3 separate regions of the Pan troglodytes genome follow, and regions 1 and 2 are each linked to region 3. A link is a contact called in public Hi-C data. All regions are on one chromosome and are shown on one strand. Each heading gives the region's core, a stretch centred on a gene start, on an enhancer-like site or on the middle of the called end of the contact. The rest is flanking DNA. Distances are from core to core; before and after follow the strand shown.

What was found. Hi-C and Micro-C count contacts between places; a contact is called where the count stands out from the background.
Region 1: a Hi-C map of induced pluripotent stem cells shows a contact between it and region 3, with 2.5 times the contacts expected there. The contact joins two enhancer-like sites. A contact is called at or near these places in 3 of 7 Hi-C or Micro-C datasets (induced pluripotent stem cells and stem cell-derived neural progenitor cells) and 1 of 1 datasets of contacts at active chromatin or transcription factors (stem cell-derived excitatory neurons).
Region 2: a contact with region 3 is called in a Hi-C map of induced pluripotent stem cells, with 2.0 times the contacts expected there. The contact joins two enhancer-like sites. A contact is called at or near these places in 2 of 7 Hi-C or Micro-C datasets (both in induced pluripotent stem cells) and 1 of 1 other capture datasets (stem cell-derived neural stem cells).

Annotation. Positions count from the first base shown.
Region 1 is chr2:189,278,734-189,281,433 of NHGRI_mPanTro3-v2.0_pri, reverse strand. All of the region lies in intron 5 of ETV5 (ETS variant transcription factor 5), which reads left to right. Among named protein-coding and RNA genes, the nearest start is that of ETV5, 12 kb to the left of the region's middle. Within about 2 kb of position 1,388, at least 19 of the 24 cell types and tissues checked have an H3K27ac peak or open chromatin away from gene starts, as enhancers often do. A contact at or near this core is called in induced pluripotent stem cells, where this site is marked.
Region 2 is chr2:189,261,121-189,264,037 of NHGRI_mPanTro3-v2.0_pri, reverse strand. It overlaps ETV5 (ETS variant transcription factor 5), which reads left to right. Exons shown (of 13, transcript XM_001152492.7): 6 at 289-418; 7 at 1,360-1,647. Among named protein-coding and RNA genes, the nearest start is that of ETV5, 29 kb to the left of the region's middle. Within about 2 kb of position 1,432, at least 5 of the 24 cell types and tissues checked have an H3K27ac peak or open chromatin away from gene starts, as enhancers often do. A contact at or near this core is called in induced pluripotent stem cells, where this site is marked.
Region 3 is chr2:189,422,295-189,425,016 of NHGRI_mPanTro3-v2.0_pri, reverse strand. DGKG (diacylglycerol kinase gamma) reads left to right here. Exons shown (of 26, transcript XR_001713836.3): 20 at 986-1,050. Among named protein-coding and RNA genes, the nearest start is that of DGKG, 120 kb to the left of the region's middle. Within about 2 kb of position 1,301, at least 5 of the 24 cell types and tissues checked have an H3K27ac peak or open chromatin away from gene starts, as enhancers often do. A contact at or near this core is called in induced pluripotent stem cells, where this site is marked.

The DNA.
Region 1 (2,700 bases), core at 139-2,638, 140 kb after region 3:
AAAAAAAGGAAACAACCATGAGCTAAAATTTATCTCCTGGATTTGCTTTTCATAAAGAAGTATGCTTTTCCTTGAAATAAAGTCTGGTTGTCAGACCGGCTCCATCCGCTTTCCCTCAGGGTGATTATTGAAGGTTTGGAAAAAATATCTAAGAAACGAAACCAGTCCCTCGGGGTGATTATTGAAGATTTGGAAAAAATATCTAAGAAGCGAAACCAGTTTTTTTTGCCTTGTACTTTGCGAAGTCTCGGCGTAGATTTCACCCTCCAACCTTAGATCTCCACATTCTTCCCTTTTGATGTCTCATGAGCATTCAGGAGGGTATTCTGAACTCTTCAGGCTGGATCCAAAGCCAAAAAAGGAACTGAAATTGTCTTAATAGGTAGCTTGTCCCCTCCTCTGCAGCCAGAAAATCTGGTAGTGTCTCCAGAGCCCTCCTCCCCTGGGGAGGAAGCCAGGTGGCTCCCGATGTAGCTACCAGCAGTGAATGGGAAGGAAGGTCTGGAGAGGCAGGCTTCCAGAGAGAGTTGTGCCCTAATGCAAACCAGCTCACCCTGGGGCAGGAGAAATACCACTGAAGTCTGTTTCTCTCAGCTGGTAGCTACAGCCAGATTCTGAACCGAGGGGCACATGATTGTCTTTTGCCTTTCCCGTTTTGCCAGAGGGCACTTTCTGACCTTACTTCTAGCGGACTTTTGCACACCCTTGCAGATTTCCACAAGGGTCTTGGCCATTTGAATCCTAGGAAGGGTGCACAGCAGGCAAGATCCCCTGCCGTGTCTGAATTTCTTACATAAACACAGCGTACTGAGCGAGCAAGCGTCCCTGCGGCGACAGCTGGGCGCTGAGCACTATTAGGTCTGCCCCAGCTAGCAGAGCTGCAGATTCCCCCTCTTGCCTGAATGGAGCATTCCAAATTGGTTGTGAATGGAGGGCGGGGCTCACTTGCAGACTTTTTCAATGAATAACCAGACCCCATTGTGCAGCCCGTGGAAAAACAACCAACTCAAACAACACTAGGACTGTTAGAAATATGCTTGTGATTGGCAGCTTGGAGAGCCTCCAAAATTAGTTTCCTTTGGCTTCCCTGCTGCTCCCTGTTCTCCAAGCCTGGGCTTAATGGGGTTTGAGTTTTCTTTTAAGTGCTCACTTTAACCCTTAAACTGCCGGGCTGATGGCCTGGGATTCTGGGGAAGAGCTGCCGCTGACCCACAAAGCCAGTGAAGCCCATTCCCCTTTCTTTGTCTCTCATTTTAGACTGTAGCTGTCTAAAGGGCGTGATAATAAGAGGAGAGGGTGGTTTAGCTTCCCCTGGAGAGGGAGGTGTTGAGACTTGATCTGAGGCTGTTAAACCCTTTTATCTCCTTCCCGTGGGGTTGTGGCTTTAGCTCCCCATTGAGGATTCCTGCCTGCTCTTCTCTGACCTCCCCTCTACTCCAGGCCTGAATAGCCCAGGTGTTTGCCTGCCACGACACAGACACTTCTTGCTTAGGCTTACAATTTTAACACAGGGGGAGACAAAGTTGTAGTTTCTCTACTCCTTTGCCTTCACTCCTGTTTAATTTTCCACTGTGGTCAGATAAGTATTTTTTAAACGACCGTACTCAAACTCTGGTACTGAGCAATGGGGGAACCTCACTATGGCTGTAAACCCTTCCACTGGACACTAATCAAATGCATTGCCTCCCAAAATGAACATCCTTGGAAGTACCAGAAAAACCCAGCCTCTGAGCAACCCCCAAACCAAAGTAGCCTCATCATGCCAAAACTAGGCCAGGTTTTAAGGGTGCATGTGCCTCAAAATAGCATCCACCCTTGATTGATTGATTGATGGATTGGCCAAGCGGATGTGCTGGGGGTGGTCTTGCTGTGTTGCCCAGACTGGTCTGAAACTCCTGGCCTCAAGCAGTCCTCCCACATAGCTGGCATTACAGGTTCGAGCCACCACACCTAGCTGCTTCCACACTTAAGCATCCTCCAACATCTTACCTGGTAGCTCACTGGCAGCTCACAGACACACGTCCAGTGTGCTCTGTGGGATAGCCCAGGGATGTATGATGAGCATAAAAAGGACAATCAGTTAAAAGGCAAAACAAAACGTAATAGTAATGATCCAGAGCAACTTCCTCAGGATTTTAAAGAGCTCTTCTTAGTTCCTACTCTTCATCCTCACAACCTTAATAAGGCCGTTTGCACTTGTGTTTTGCCTCAAGGATTTTTTTTCCCTTGCTGTAAGTTGGCCTTGCAAGCATGCCTTCCCTTCCCTATTAAAAAAAAGAACAGGCCTGGGCAGATTGTCCTTTTGTGAGAGAGTTTGAAACCTCTCAGGAGGTAACCCTAGATATCAGCTGTGTAGGAGGTTGCTGATATCTGTGTTTCTCCAGAGGGGCTGAAAAGGACTTCGCTTACATAAACACTTTCAGCTGAGTGCCTGGAAATGCTTCGTAATGGCCTGCAAGAGCACTTAATGAGGGTCTTTTATACTTTTCCCATAGAAAAGGTAGAATAGAAGAGGGGGGGGGATGTCTCTTTCACATGGTCACCCACAGTAAAGGCCGGATCCTGGAGCCTACCCCTAGTTTCCTCATCTGAATTTTAATAGAGAATAATTGAGGGGGGATAACTTTGCTGTGCTGAGGGATATCTCGACTCAGAAAATTTCTGCTTCTCCTCAACTCCCTCTTCATTTTTTTTCTTCCC
Region 2 (2,917 bases), core at 183-2,682, 160 kb after region 3:
AAGGATTTTGCAGCTTCTGGAAAGCAAGACCCATGACCAAAGAAATTTGGGAAAAAAGACTTGGCTAATTAAAAGTATCAGATGATGATACTTTTTCTGACTTTGAAGAATTTAATTGGCTTTAGATGGGAGGTTGTGTGTTTAAGCGTTTTGCTTTTTCTGACATGTGACTTGACATGAGTTCCAAGAACAATCAGCTAGTTAGAAGGTTTGCAGAAGGAAGCATTGTGCTCCCTGTTAATCAGCTGTTCTCTCTCTATTCCCCTGTCATCCCTCTTCTGATTTCAGTGGTGCTTCATGCCCCACCTCCAACCAAGATCAAACGGGAGCTGCACAGCCCCTCCTCTGAGCTGTCGTCTTGTAGCCATGAGCAGGCTCTTGGTGCTAACTATGGAGAAAAGTGCCTCTACAACTATTGGTAAGTGGGCAAGAGGAGTCGAAGAAAGGCTGCCCAGAAAGGCTCTGGAAGTAGCCATCAAGCTGAATGTTCCTTCCCAGTGTTACTTACCCAGCAGACCCTGTGGTAAAACATATCCTTCTTTCATGGCAGTGTCATCCTCCGGGTGTAGTCTAGTCCCCTTGGGATCATTGTACTGCACACAAAAGAAAACCATTAAAAACCTTGTGGCTCTACAGAGCACTAAGTTCATAGGGTACCCAGTCCTTCTAGGGAAAGAGTCTCAATCCTGGGATATTTGATCTGTGGCTTTGAGGCAGGTAATATATACTTCTTCATGTCTATCATATGTTAATGTGAACTTTAAGCACCAGAGAAGTAATCTCCAAATCAGAATATATGAAAAAGTCTTGAAGCTTGTGCCCTTTACTTAAGAATATCCAGGCCCCAGGAATGAAGCTTTAATTTTAAATCATTCTTTGCTCTAGAAGATAAACATAGATTTGCCTGAAAGGGGGAGGAGAAGAGTTGTTAATTCAAATGATGTCACAGCACAAACGGACCTTCAACACATATTCTGACTAATTCCTGGGAACCCTGGAAATAGTTGGGAGAGGGGACCAGAGAACACCTGGCAAACATACATTCTCCCCTCACCCACCCACCCTACACAGGCATACACGGAGAATTCTTTTAGAAGGAGGGAAAAATGAAACCGGAAGCAGAGGCTAAAATTATCCTTGAGAAAAATCACTAGAAGTGTTAAACAAGTCCCTGTGACGCAGTGTGTTTGTCACTTTTCAGAGGTACAAATATCCCCTCGGGGCTACGAGCGATTTAACTATGTTAATGCTGTTATTTCCTGGCAACAATGGGCTGCAAACTAGCTTTCTGCTGGACCTGGTAACCATGCTAATGGCTTCATTTCAGCTTAATGGTTCCTTCTCTTTTTCTGTTTACAGTGCCTATGATAGGAAGCCTCCCTCTGGGTTCAAGCCATTAACCCCTCCTACAACCCCCCTCTCACCCACCCATCAGAATCCCCTATTTCCCCCACCTCAGGCAACTCTGCCCACCTCAGCGCACGCCCCTGCAGCTGGCCCAGTTCAAGGTGTGGGCCCCGCCCCCGCCCCCCATTCGCTTCCAGAGCCTGGACCACAGCAGCAAACATTTGCGGTCCCCCGACCACCACATCAGCCCCTGCAGATGCCAAAGATGATGCCTGAAAACCAGTATCCATCAGAACAGAGGTGGGTGTTGATCTGGGCTTCTTCCTTAATTGTCTCCCTCACTCCTATCCTTTCTCACTGGGAGAGGGGAAGCAGTTTGTCTTATTTACCAGGTTCCTAAAAAGTTATCATTACATTGAGGCAGCTTGTGAGGCAAGACTAATGATAATACGAATGTGACTGTTTATATACCACCCTGTTCCCAAGGTACTCCAGATGGTTGACGGACTACGACATCCTTATAAAGTAGGTAAGGGAGAGGTAACTGGTATTCTCCCGTCTCACAGAACTAGAGGAAGAATGACTTGCCAGGATAGTCTTGTCCCTCACTGAGGGCAGGTTCCTGACTCCTCATTGGATGCTGCCTACTATTAATAGAATTGAACTTCAGTTATTACCATTTCACTTACATATAAGGGACAATTGCTGATTTATACAAGGTAATATTACTTATCTGATTTTAACATGTTTTAACAGTAGGAGATTAGCTAAGGACCTTATTTGTACATCTGCTTTTGAGATAGAAATCTCCTGGTTACACTGCAGGTGGTTTTTACATTTCTACAGACATTGAGGCATCAGGAGTAACTTGTCCAGAGTCATTCATTTGTCAAAAAAGTGTGTGAAGGGAACCTTCTCTGCACACTCCAAACCTGACCTCTTTATCTGTGGTATTCTAGAATCTCGGATGCTTGTGGCCTTCTTTTATAGAAGATGTGCTGGGGGCCTGTCTTTATTTCAAGTTTCTCTGGGATAGGGGGGTAGTTGTCAACAATATTACCAAAGGATGCAAGATGGTGGCCATGGTATTTCATATCTATCTATGTTGTGTTAGGTGGATCGGTGTGGGGGCCACAATGGGGCAGGAGTGGGAAGAATATATGAGCATACCTTTCCCAGGCCTGGTCCATTCCAGATGCCTACCAGTATTTACTTGGAGGTCATTTTATTTCTAGATGAAATGCAGGGGAAAAAATAAGGTCCCTTTGTCTGGTTCTGATCCCCTTCCCGTTTTGCTCTGAAAGTCACCATTAAGAACGGCAAAATATGGCTGGTTGCTGTTTATTCCTTGGTTAGGCCAAGGAACACGAACGCCTGTGTTACAGAGGGCTCAAGGGGTGAGCACTGACAGGGTTGTGGGGGGCTGGCTCGGGAGTGGGCCTCTATTGCCACCGGGGACTCATCTGGAGGACACAGCTGCCGCTGAGCTTTTGGCAATTGTTACCTTGTACTAACAACCTGTACTTGTGCAGAAGAATTTGGTTACTTGGTTTTTTATGTAAAAATTGTA
Region 3 (2,722 bases), core at 52-2,551:
GTTTGAGGCTTAGGGTTGGCTCTAGAGATTGACACTTTGGAGCTATCATCATTCAGATGCTGGTAACAGCCACGAGAACTCACGAGATGGCCACGGTGTGGAGTGGGGGCCGCAGGTAGAACCCAGGGTTAGGGAGTTGTGGCCAGAGGATGGAGAGCCCAGGAGCACAGTGCATGACAGCCATCCTAACTGTGAGTGCTAGAGTGCAGGGGGCCGCTAGTGTGGCAAAGGGATGTGCTAATAGGAGGGCAGTGTCCACATGATGTAATAATGACTCTTATTGGCCTTGGAGGGAGTCCTTCGAGTGAAGTGATCAAGAAGCAGAAGCCAGAGTTTAATTTTGTTTTATTATCTACTAAGCATGTTATCCAGTGCCACTAATTATTTCTATTGCTGTGGATGGTTAAGACTTAATATCTAATAGCATCTACCAATGTCAGGTTTCTGGTTTTGACAATATCCTATAGTTATATAAAATGTTATCATTGGGGGAAGCTGAGTGAACGGGACCTAGGAACTCTATGCTATTTTTGCAACTTAATTGTGAGTCAAAATATTCCAAAATAAAAACTATTTTAAAAAGAACAAATATGGAAAGTCATTTCCAGAGACTCATGCTCAGCCCCAGACACAGGCTCCTGATCTCTAACTGCTCACAGACTCTCAGTCTCCCCAAAGGGCAAAGGCTTTCCCCTTCACTCACCCCTGAACTATCTGTTCTCAGCGGGTCCGGGCTAGAGTGAAATAGCAAGGACTCCAGAGTCAACTGGCATAGGCTGTAAGAGTATTGGTGGTGCTAGCTCATCCCCCTGGAGGCAGTGTTGAGCCTCTGTTGGCTCTGCGGATGTGACCTGGAGCCCCACCATGCGATAGATAGAGTCCCAGGGTTGGCATGACTCAGCGAGGGCATGCGTGCATCCCTTCCCTCCGCACTGCACTGTCATGACCACTCACCAAGGATCTGCTTTGTCTCTTTCACTTTCAGGACGCTTCCATTGCACACAGATTCCATGTGATGAGAGAGAAACATCCTGAAAAATTCAACAGCAGGTAAGCTGCAGGCCCGGCTGCGCTGCCACCCACCCAGTGTGGCCCTGGCGGAACAGAGGCCTTTCACCTGCTCTCTGGAAATTTTCCCAGCCAGGGCCGCCAGGGACTTGGCCTTCCTGCCACTTGCCGGAAGGAGGGTTTCCATTTCCAAGAAAAAAAAAAGTGTCAGAAACTTGGCGCAGGCTAACTGCCTGTCCTCTCCCAAAGGATCTGTGCAGAGGGCAGGGCTGGAGGGCAGGAGGTGGGTATGAAGGGCCTGCTTTTGCAGGGGAGGAGGTGGGAGGGCGTCTGCCCTTGTCTAACTGGAACCCCCGTCCTGAGTCTCTGCTGCTTCCAAGTACAGCGCCTCCAACCCCAGCCCCTCATGATTCTTTTGGGGAAGAGCGGGGAGGCTGGAAGAGACCCTAGCTTCTGTGGGTCTCAAGTGGGAGGAGGTGGCAGCTCCGGGGCTTGGACCAGGTGGACCAGAAGGGTGTCTCCTTTGCCTCCCCCGACAGCAGAGGGCAGCAGCAGAGAGGTACCTGCAAAGGCTGGAGACCCGGAACCCACTAAGTCCCAGCCTCAGCCTGGGCACTCTGTGAAGTCACCAAGTTAGGTTCAAAAATGAAAGGAAAGAGGAAACCAGATCATTTGCAAGCGAAAGCAAACCCTTCTTCCTTGTAGGACGAAATTTGCCAGAACTTAGTTGTGACTGACATAACTACCCCTTTCTCCCTCTTTCCTTGTCTGTTTCTTCTCATTAGTTGATTTTCATTCTTTCTTTCTTTTTCTTTGTTGTACTATTTCAAGATGACCAATATTTCAGACACTGTTCCCACCCCAACCCTAGGTAGGTTGGGAGAAGAATGGATAATGATTTGGACTTTGTTTTTGAGCCTGAAGGTGTTGACTTTTATTTAGCCCACAGAATTGTCTTTTTGTTTATTTATTTGTTTGTTTATTTATTTATTTATTTTTGAGATGGAATCTCACTCTGTCACCCAGGCCAGAGTGCAGTGGCGTGATCTTGTCTCACTGCAACCTCCTCCTCCCAGGTTCAAGCGATTCTCCTGCCTCAGCCTCCTGAGTAGCTGGGACTACAGGCGTGCACCATCATGCCTGGCTAACTTTTGTATTTTTAGTAGAGATGGGGTTTCACTATGTTGGCCAGGCTGGTCTCAAACTCCTGACCTCAAGTGACCCGTCCTCCTCGGCCTCCCAAAGTGCTGGGATTACAAGCAAGAATTGTCCTTAAAAGAGAGGTTAGAGTGTTCATTGAAGACATTCATTTAAAGCCCAGGACCCATCATTTTCAGCACTGGCCATTTTCATTCCTACTCTTTGTCCTGACCCCACAGCCTGAGAAGTCAACCAAGAAGAGGGAGGTCTTTTTAGAGGTCAGAAACTGAACACTATAGCTTCAGGAAGAGCGATCTGTGGGATCCGATAGCAGCTCAACGAACCTTTTAGGAAGTGCATCCTGCCACAGTATCTTCTTGCTCTCACACACACAGACTATACACACTCACTGCACACTAGGAACACGTGTACTTCCAGCCCCTGATACTATAGTCACAAACTTACAGTTCAGGTGATCTCCTCTAACGGTCTTTTGCACTCCCAGATACACACAAACCACTTTTTTAAAAAGTACTCCTCTTCAACCCATTCCTCAGACTTTTAAGGTCCTCTT